Linked DNA regions of Astyanax mexicanus: region 1 is linked to region 2. A link is a contact called in public Hi-C data. All regions are on one chromosome and are shown on one strand. The core of a region is the stretch at or near the end of the contact, and the rest is flanking DNA. Distances in the headings are between cores, read along the strand shown. Region 1 holds the start of igf1ra (insulin-like growth factor 1a receptor). Region 2 overlaps igf1ra (insulin-like growth factor 1a receptor).

What was found. A called contact is a pair of places that touch in the nucleus more often than the background predicts.
Region 1: a contact with region 2 is called in a Hi-C map of muscle, with 10 times the contacts expected there. The contact joins the promoter of igf1ra here to the enhancer-like site in region 2. A contact is called at or near these places in 2 of 3 Hi-C or Micro-C datasets (both in muscle).

What each region holds. Positions count from the first base shown.
Region 1 is chr9:25,081,033-25,086,511 of AstMex3_surface, forward strand. igf1ra (insulin-like growth factor 1a receptor) reads right to left here and starts at 3,812. Exons shown (of 21, transcript XM_007256243.4): 1 at 2,416-3,812. The coding sequence starts at 2,494.
Region 2 is chr9:24,991,642-24,996,682 of AstMex3_surface, forward strand. All of the region lies in intron 2 of igf1ra (insulin-like growth factor 1a receptor), which reads right to left. It overlaps LOC125804558 (a long non-coding RNA gene), which reads right to left and starts at 477. Exons shown (of 4, transcript XR_007440667.1): 1 at 435-477; 2 at 187-240. Within about 2 kb of position 3,735, the one cell type or tissue checked has an H3K27ac peak away from gene starts, as active enhancers do.

The DNA.
Region 1 (5,479 bases), core at 2,562-5,061, 89 kb after region 2:
GGAACATGGACTTTTTACTAGTCAGAATTACACGTTAAAAAAATTTATACGTAAAGATATCTGTAAATAGAGTTTTTAGTGATGCAGATAGTATAGATAGAGGGTGTAAATCAATTGTAAAAAGTGCAGATCTGAATATTTTATACTAATACTGGCAACATAATTAATAGCTGATGTCTAACATGAGAGTTTTTACTGGTAAAAAAAACTACATTGCAGAGATCTTTAATTTGAGATTTTAGTTCTAAAAGACCGGTCATTGGGTACTACGAGGATGCTCACGTCTGCAGAAGGTAAAATGGCCACATGTTCATTGTAGTCAGCTACATGTGTGCATGTCTCTCTGTCTCTCTCTCTCTCTCTCTTTATTTCTCTCTCTGTTTCACTGTGTACTCTACTCTCATCCTCAGCTATGTGGAGCAAAACACACTGACACACACTCCCTGCTGCATCACGCTCTGCTGAACCGCACTGGCTCTGTTGAGATTAATGTTGCAGAAGCTGTACTACTTCACTATCTATATATATATATATACCGTATATATATATATATATATTCAAGCCAAGTGGTGGTCTCTAAAGAACTGCAAATATGTCTGAAAAAATTTGAACAGCAGGATTGCCACATAGCTGCTGGGTTTGTCACTTTATCACTTATCTTTGCTGATATGCACGCAGGCATGAGATTGTGTGTACTGTACAGTGCTGTGCTGGTAATCTTATTTATGAATGTAAACTGAACTGCATGTAGAGTTGTTGTTTATTTTTTGACCCAGGCAAATACTGTAGATATATGCTGATATAAATACATGATAAATAAATGAGCCTCTGGTACTATAAGAAATTAATTAGCACAAATAGCATGGGAATGACAAACAAATGAATATTTGGATACTGAAAACAGCCTACAATTTATGTGTGTAGGGGACTTCTGTGGGTTTACTATGACTGTGACTTTGCTATGGCTATGGCTTGTTTGTACATTTTAAGGCAGAATTTAAAACTTCTTTAGAGGTCACATTTTTTAAGTTACAAACACAAAATTCAGCACCCTTTCTCTTAATAAAAGTGTAGGATATGCTAAGAGAATCTTTTGGATCAATTCTTTTTTTTTGTTTTGTTTTGCCACCCATACTACAGCCACAAGTTTTTATTAGGCAAATCTTTTGGCATGACACTATATCAAAATGTCTCCAGATATCAACATTTAGTCAAGCATTTGGACACAGCTCTATTAGCCAAACAGTTCATATTTCTGTCAAAAGGTTTTGGACTTTACAAAATAATTCAATTATATTACAACCAAGCAACACCTTAGCAACCAACACCTAAATCACAGCAACCCTGCTGAACTGCAATCACACTAGAAGTTTCTGCATGTACTGCACACTCTAGATATTATGAATGTGAATTTTGTTGCATGTAGCATTGTAGTGTATCAGTGAAGTTGAGCCAGGTATATATATATATGCTAATTTAACCACATGACAAATAAATCACCCTCTATGGAATAATGCTGCCTTCAGGCAACAAAACAACTTATTTACTTACTTATAGATGTACCTATCTGTTTGTCTATAATATAATACTACTGTCATATCTATGTCCAATACAATACACGTGGGTCATGAAATTAAAATATGTATATGTGCAAGAAAAGGTTAAGAAGTATATGCCTATATTGCCTTGTGCAGTTAGATCACTTTTGTTAGATTAATCATGATGAAGCAGTTGTACTTATTTCTGGTCCAGGAGACTTCCTCCTACCTTGCATGTTTTGGGTGCGTCTTTGCTTTAGAACAGAGATCAGCTTGATATCAGAAGTCAAAATCTAAATTTGATCAGTTTGCTATGTCCACAGGGACTCTTCTAATCTTCCAAAAAATATAATTCATGCCATAGAGGTAGATAAGCCCCTAGTGCTAAAAGGCATCAGCAAATATAAGGATGACCAACAAATAGATACTGGATATTGACTACAGTCCACAAATTATCTGGGTGAGTCTAAGGTGTGTGTGTGTGTGTGTGTGTGTGTGTGTGTGTGTGTGTGTGTGTGTGTGTGTAGGGGGTTTACTCTATGACTGCTTGTTTTTCTATGCTTGTGAGCCATTCCATGACTAAAGAGGTCTGATGTTCCTGCAAAGCCGAACAGCACTTCCACTGATCAGGTGAAATTTGGGGAAAAAGGGAGCATTCTCAGTGCTATCCCCAGCTCTGCATCAGCCCTGCGCGGGTCTGCAGGCCTGTTACAGATATATGGGACCATATATAAACAAATCCACGTGTAGTTTACACGTTTTTGTTTGTTGATGACACAAGAAAAGAAGAAAATAAACAAAGAAGGGAAAACATTGATGCTAGAGAGCGTTAGCTAGATAGCTTGTAGGTTAGTTGAAGGATTGCTAGTGAACTTACTCTCTCCGCTTGCGGTCCACGGGCAGCTCGCAAAGAGCCAGAGCACAAGACCCCAAAATAAGGTCGATATACTCCTCATTCCTGTCTCAGTTATCAATCCTCCAACAGCAGAAAGGCCTTGTTCCACAGATATTAGGAAAAAAAGGAGTAAACGCAGCTCCGAGTGGACAGTTCAGCCAGTGTGAGGGAGAGAATGAGGGGGAAACACAAATCCGGGCTGTTGTTTTCTTTCTATCTCGTCTTAAAGCGAGCTGTGTAGAACAACAACTACAACAAAAACAAGGTACCCAGCAAAACCTGGGTTAAAGCAAACGTTTCCAGACGGGCAGTCCTTTTCATAGAGATAAGAAAGCGTTCAGATGAAGTAGATAAAACATCGTTAAAACATGTCGTTATTCCTGCCAGCGGCTTGCCGACGCCGTGTGACTTCTGGTAACGGTCGAGCCACGAATTTCAGACCAACGACAGTCCGCATCTTCAGCCTCCATGTCTTGTGAGAAAAGCCCCCCAGAAGCTAGTTTAGTCGGCTAACGTTAGGTTTAGCTTAGTTAACCTAGCCAGCTTGATATAGCCAGCTATCCTCGCTGCTGTCGGTCCAGCCCCTCGGACCGCCAGTCAGCCAAAATGCCCCCACTGTGCAGCAGCACCAGCGTGTGTGTGAACGTATGTAGCGTAGCGTTAGCTAGCAACGTGTGTATGAATATGTGTGTGTAAATATGTGTGTGTATTTGTATATTTGTAGGCCCGTGGTCGTTCGTGGTGAATCCCAGCGACGTGTGAATAAGAAGCAGGAGCAGGAGCAGCAAGGAGGAGCAGCGAGGTCTCTTCAGAGAGAGAATGAACGAGGCCAGCTATGAATGAACGCGCCGCTCTTGTTAGTCTCCCAACAGCGCTCCATCCAAAATATCCGCCACGACTGGGAAAAAAATTCACCACCACCACCACCACCACCAGCTGCAGCAGCGGCTCCCTCTCTCCCTCCTTCTCTCAGCTCTCTCCTCGCTGCCTGTCCGCCTGTCTTCACTCCGCTCCGCTCATCCACCGGCTGGATCTGTTTTTAGTCGAAATAAATCCTCCTACGGCTTGTTTTACTCCTTTTTCTCTCTCCAAACCGAAAAAGAACGAACGAATAAAAAAAAACCCAGATCAGTTTTTTTCCACGAAAACAGATCTGTTTTGTCCCTCGTCGACAGAAAAACAAGATGCAATCACAGAATATTGTAATAATCACTGTTATTATCGGGCTATTTTATCTGGAAAGACCGACATCACCAGCCTCAGGCTCGGCTCGGCTCCGCAGGGTGGGCAGCGGCTCTGGGCTGCAGTGCAACGGCCACACGGACTCCTCTGACGGGCTCAGCTCAGCTCAGGAGAATCGCCGCTGTAAACAACCCTTGGCTTCTCTCTCACACACACTCACACTCACACACACTCACACACACACACGGTAGCTAAGTGAGTGGGAAAAACCGGAGTGGAGTATGCCAGGATCCAGCGGCGTGGGAATTCTCCATCAGAACAATGTCGCATTTCTGTGCGGTGGATGAAAAGGGCATACCTGTCAAGTTTTAGATTAAAAAATAAGGGATATTTTCCTCTGTACGCTTAAAGCCGTCCCACCAGCCCAACGAAGGTTCAGTATCCCTTACATTTTAAGACAGGTTTACAAAAAATCTAAAATAACCACAAGTGAACCACTTACACACTACAATCAGATTATAAGAATCTGAAATGTTGTGGACATTCCTACATATGTCATTCTTTTAATACAGCCAAATTAAAAATCCTTTTCTTTTTAAAAAAATTAAGATTTCATGTCTTTTTTGTAATAAATGCACTCTTTTATATTATATATTTTTTATTTATTTAATGGATTTAAAATTGAACAAAGGGTGCACAAATTCTGCAAAATGACTGTTGGTGACCTAAACATAGTATCATGAGCTTTTACTAAAAGGACATGGACCAGATATGTTTCATCAGTAAAAATTTGTCCTAAGGGGCCTACACAATAATTTTTAATTAATACTTCTTTCTTTTGATCACTCCACCCCTGATCAGTTCAGTTAATTTCGGTCCTCTCCACATTTCTAGTTAAACTGAGTCACAAGCTGTAAATTTGTTTATTTTAAAAGGTTTAATCCGTGTGTTTTATTTCGGAGACGAGTATTTTTAAGTAGCTATCAGAAAAATCTCATCACAGTTTCCATGATTAGCCTACCGTTACCTTTCTTTAAGAAAAATCGCTGTATATCCAGATCTGTTTTAACATCAGCAGCTCCAACTGCGACGGGGGGCTTCCCCACACTGACCCTCCTTTGCAAGCTGATTGGCTGTTTCTCCTGAAAGGCGGGACTTTCTCCTTGAACCGGCTCCACGATTGGTTAAGAGACACAGAGCGGTCAGTGCCATGTCTCCTCAATAATATATATTTTTTTATTTTAATATAATACGGGAAATTTACGGGAAAATACTAATACGGGAGGACAGCGGGAAAGAGGAGTAAAATACGGTAGTTTCCCGGCCAAAACGGGAGACTTGACAGGTATGGAAAAGGGTGGATGAAAGACGAGGATATTGGGAAATTTGGTTAAGTTCAGCTAAACATTGTTGAATCAGCATGTTAGGATGAATATCTGCAGCTGGCCACACATTCTCTGTACACAGAGTTGAAAAACAATTCTGCATCAGTTTCTCTGATTTTGCTATTTGATTTATGCTCATTGTTGTTTTATTCTATAAACTACAGACACAATTTTCCCCAAATTCCAAATAAAAAATTGTCATTTAGAGCATTTATTTGCAGAAAATAAGAAACGGCCAGTCTTACACACTGTTTTTGGATAACTTCCTGCCACTCCTGGTGCAAAAATTAAAGCAGTCCAGCTTGGTCTGATGGTTTGTGATCATCCATCTTCCTCTTGATTACATTCAGAGGTTTTTCAATTTGGTAAAATAAAAGAAAACCGTCTTTTCAGTGGCCTCTTATGTTTTCCAAAGCTGTAATTGCAAACTTTACAAATTTTCCAAGTTCTCTAATGTGATAGATGATAAAACAATCAAT
Region 2 (5,041 bases), core at 2,485-4,984:
CGTTAGCAACTGCCTAGCAACCACTTAGCAACCACCTGGAAAACGTTAGCAACTGCCTGGCAACCACTTAGCAACTGCCTAGCAACCACCTGGAATATGTTAGCAACTGCCTAGCAACCACTTAGCAACCACCTGGAAAACGTTAGCAACTGCCTAGCAACCACTAAGCAACTGCCTAGCAACCACTTGGAAAACGTTAGCAACTGCCTAGCAACCACTTAGCAACTGCCTAGCAACCACCTGGAATATGTTAGCAACTGCCTAGCAACCACTTAGCAACCACCTGGAAAACATTAGCAACTGCCTAGGAACCACTTAGCAACCACCTGGAAAACGTTAGCAACTGCCTAGCAACCACTTAGCAACTGCCTAGCAACCACTTGGAAAATGTTAGCAACTGCCTAGCAACTACTTAGCAACTGCCTAGCAACCACCTGGAATACGTTAGCAACTGCCTAGCAACCACTTAGCAACCACCTGGAAAACATTAGCAACTGCCTAGCAACCACTTAGCAACTGCCTAGCACCCACCTGGAATACCTTAGCAACCACCTAGCAACCACCTAGAAACACCTTAGCAACCACCCCAGATACCATAGCAACACCTTAGCAACCACCTAGCAACATCTTAGCAACCACCCCGGATACCATAGCAACATCTTAGCAACCACCTAGCAACCACCTAGAAACACCTTAGCAACCACCCCAGATACCATAGAAACACCTTAGCAACCACCTAGCAACATCTTAGCAACCACCCCGGATACCATAGCAACACCTTAGCAACCACCTAGCAACACCCTAGCAACCACCTAGCGACACCTTAGCAACCACCCCGGATACCATAGCAACACCCTAGCAACCACGTAGCAACAGCTTAGAAACCTTTTCAGAAATGATAGCAACTGCCTAGCAACACATTAGCAATCAAAAGTTTAACCAAAAGTTTTACTATTTCAGCATTTAAACAAGCGTTTTTAGATTTCAGTGTTTAATTAAACGTTTTTAGATTTCAGCGTTAAACCAAACGTTTTTAGATTTCAGCGTTTAATCAAACGTTTTTAGATTTCAGCGTTTAACTAAATGTTTTTAGATTTCAGTGTTTAACCAAACGTTTTTAGATTTCAGCGTTTAATCAAACGTTTTTAGATTTCAGCGTTTAACCAAATGTTTTTAGATTTCAGCGTTTAACCAAATGTTTTTAGATTTCAGCGTTTTTAGCATTTAGCGTTTAGCCAAAAGTTAACAGCATATCAATGACTCTTCACACTCTTCAGACGGAAAAAGCTTAGCAACCATTTTAACTTTTTAACGTTATTAGCGTTCTTTTCCAAGCCAACTTAAAGTTCGTTCACGAACTTTACCTTTTCTAGTTATTTATTTATTGTTCATTAACGTCATTGTGATATCCCAGTGATTCCTCTGTCACTGAGGACCCACATTCCTGCACATTTTATTGTTTTTGTAACACATTACCTGCTCCAGGACCAGTGTATATTATGGAGGGTTTTTTTTCAATAAGATTCATAAGCCAGAAGCAGAAATTTTTATAATTCAAATCGTTTTGAATCAAAAATCGATTCTGAATCGAATCGTGGCCCCCAAAATCGGAATCGAATCGAATCGTGAGATAGTAAACGATTCCCACCCCTAGCTACTCCCACCCCTTAATACTGTATACTGCAGTAATATTTTGTGATGGTACCACCCACCGTACACCACACCGATAACTGCAGTTACTAAACATTAATTTGGCTAGAATTGTACCTTAATTTTGGTATTTTTGTTCAAATGCCAGCTGTCATCACTGGCATCCTGCCACTGAATGTTGGGCACTTAACATCAGAACCTACATTCAATTGACATTGATGACCAGCTTGGAGTAGTACTTGCGCAACACTTATAGCTTGTTTTATGATTCAAATGTCAAGTGCCCAAATGAATACCAATGTCATAAATGTATACGTAGACTAAATACTGTAATTTAATAATGTTTAATTCTCCAATAAAATGTTATTTTTATATTTTGAAACAATAAAATAAAGCAAATGTTGTTACATTTCTTGTTTTTAGTGCATGTAATGAATTTAGACTCCACTGAATCATATCAAATCAAACCTCTGACGTTTGCGAATCAATACACCTCCAACCCCGATCCTAATCAGACCTGTAACGCTAGTCGAATGCCTACACATCCCAGCATGCTCAGTGAGCAGGCAGAGCTCACATAAGCAGACTGACATCACAGGATGCCTTGAGCTGGAATGCCGACTCCATAAGAGGACAGCAGCAAGAGGGACGGCAGTGGCGGTTGCCTAGCAACGGGATCTTGGCACCGTGTGTGGCACACCCGAGAGGCATGGCCAAAGAGGCGTCTGAATGAAACATTTCCCCTCCTTTATTTATGAGCCTGAACCATTCCGCCAGACATTACAGGGCAAACGTGACCACTGCATTTAGGGCTGTAATTAATACTGGTTAAGACATCTGTTTCTGTGTGTGTGAGTGGTGTGTATGTGTCTGTGTCTGTGTGTGTGTGCGTGCATGCATGTCTTTCTCAGGCAGATACATTTAACAGACCCTACATACTTTCTACACTAGCAAAGAGGGGCTGCTCAGTATAACTGCGGTATAAATATTTCACATAACATCTCGCAACCTGACTAACCTTACACTTAAATCCTCCCTCTCTGCTGCACAGCTAATACAAAACCTCACCGGGTCAGCAGCTCTTTCAGGCCACAGGATCTGTGCTCTGTCCCACTCCTGCCATTTTCCCAAATACTCTGCATTCTTTCTCACATTCTGTCGGCTCATAAGCCAGGCTAAGACGAGGTGGAACACTCAGTACGAGGTAAGGGTAAGAAAAAAAAACTGGGGAAACTGTCTACAAAGGTATAAAGGTTATTTTTCAGTTGCGACTTTGCTTGTATATTTTTCACATCTACGCCCTCTCCTTATTAGATATACCCCAGTTTCCTTTCCTAAATGGCTGTGCACACTTTAAATAGGAATAATCAGCAGCTGTGATACTGAAGACGATCTGGTACATACACAGCAGACAAAGTGAGGGCCTGTAAATGAGAGCTACTTTTCCTTAAATAGCCATATGGCCCTTTTATGGGCTATTAATAGCTGCACCCTTTCCAGATCTAATTCCATCGTCGGCCGAGCACTCGCTCTGCTTTCCCTGGGAATATCTTGTCGCTCTCAGACAGTCGGGTAACCTCTGAACTCCCAAAAAAGCCAGGTTAAAGATAAAGGCTCCCCACTTTAACACTTGACCCATAGATATGATTGCTGTGCTGCTGTGGAGATGATGGGAACAGGCTGCATGGTTGCTTGGAATTCCACCAAAAGGGGGCAGTCCAGGCAAAGTCAAGCTGCTGCTCATCGCTCACTGACAAAAGCACCACGGCACTTCTACAGATTCTTCAACCACGGGAAAAAATCTCAAACACGCATACCTTCCACTGAGGAGAGGAAAGAAGGGAAAAATGGGGGTGTGAGGTGGAGAGAGGGAGAGAGAGAGAGAGAGAGAGAGAGAGAGAGAGAGAGAGAGAGAGAGAGAGAGAGAGAATGTGCCATTTCACAGACCATACACTGTAAGTCGACCTCATTTCCCATGGCGACCAAACACAAACCCACAGCAAAAGAGGGTCTGCTTCTTTATTTTTAGGCTGCCTGGGAGTACGGGCCTATTTCCACCCGACCATGCTCCACACACTGCTATGCCAGGAACGGCGGGCTTCCACCCATCCACACCAAGAGCTCAGTGCCTAACAAGGAAGTCCGACACAGTCCGAGAGGCCATGGACAAGCAGCGTTTTTTGTAAAAGAGATCACTATGGACACCAGGTAGCAAGAGACAACCAATACAATGTATGCTTGTAGGGACCAGATATTGCTATTAAACATCAAAAAAAAAAGAAAAAATATGCTATTCCAACTAATTTTTTTAGCATTTCCAACATTCCAACATTTTTTAAAAATCATTTCTATTGGTCCATTCATCATGAAATGTAGAAATGTAGAAAGAACACAGTATAGGCTGTGTATAGGCTCCTTGTAAGGACTGTCCTATTAAGACTCTTTCTTAGCAGAATATTGATCAATCAAATGGAGAGAACAGTCTAACAAGGTGATGGTGATGTCTATTGTGATGTCACCAGAAAGGTTCTGCCTCTTTCTATTTCTATTTTCCTTCACAATGTATGTGTGCAGAGGAATGTGATGACTAAGAGCCCTGACTACGGAAGTATCCATCATCCTCAAAATTATTCCAAATATAAGCTGTATTTATAGACTGTATATCAGGGGTGTCAAACTCATTTTGGCCGAGGGCCACATTGGCATATTGGCTGTCCTCTGAGGGCCGGATGTAACTTATAAATGTAATAAAATGTAACCAAATGTAATATAAAATGAATGTAATTACTCCTTAATGTTAAATAACTCTCAATATATTATTTATTCAATCAAACATTACAGTTACATGGAAAAAAAATGTTTGCTTGTTGCTCTATTAACATAAATCCTTTTAATTTGTCATGTTATGAAATCCAAAAACTCCATCAATCAAGAACCAAACTATTCAAGTGAATAGAAATGACATAAAATACAAGTTATATTAACTTTGATCAAAACGTTTGATACTGAAATAAGGCTTAATAAATATAAAATAAAAAATTGTGAGCTGTTAAAAACATGTGACAGATTTAGCATTTCCTCAGATTTAGCAGTTCCTCATCCAACCACTAGTCGGAGCTGCAGCAGCAGCACAAGCCCCGCTATTTTCACTCAGTCAGAGCTACAGCCCAGCAACGGGCTACAGGGCTCAGCTCAGCCTGTCTGGAGCGTTTTTAAAATGTTTAAGTTCTTCCGTGTGTGAAATAAAGGTTTTAACCCCACTAACCGGATAATACAGCTCTCTACAGTTCATCTTTCAGCCCAAGCAGCTAACAGCAGCAGTTTAGAGCAGCCGTCACGGAGTCACTGCTCGGATTACATTATAATCAGGTCAGTTAGCGCGCTGCTAACC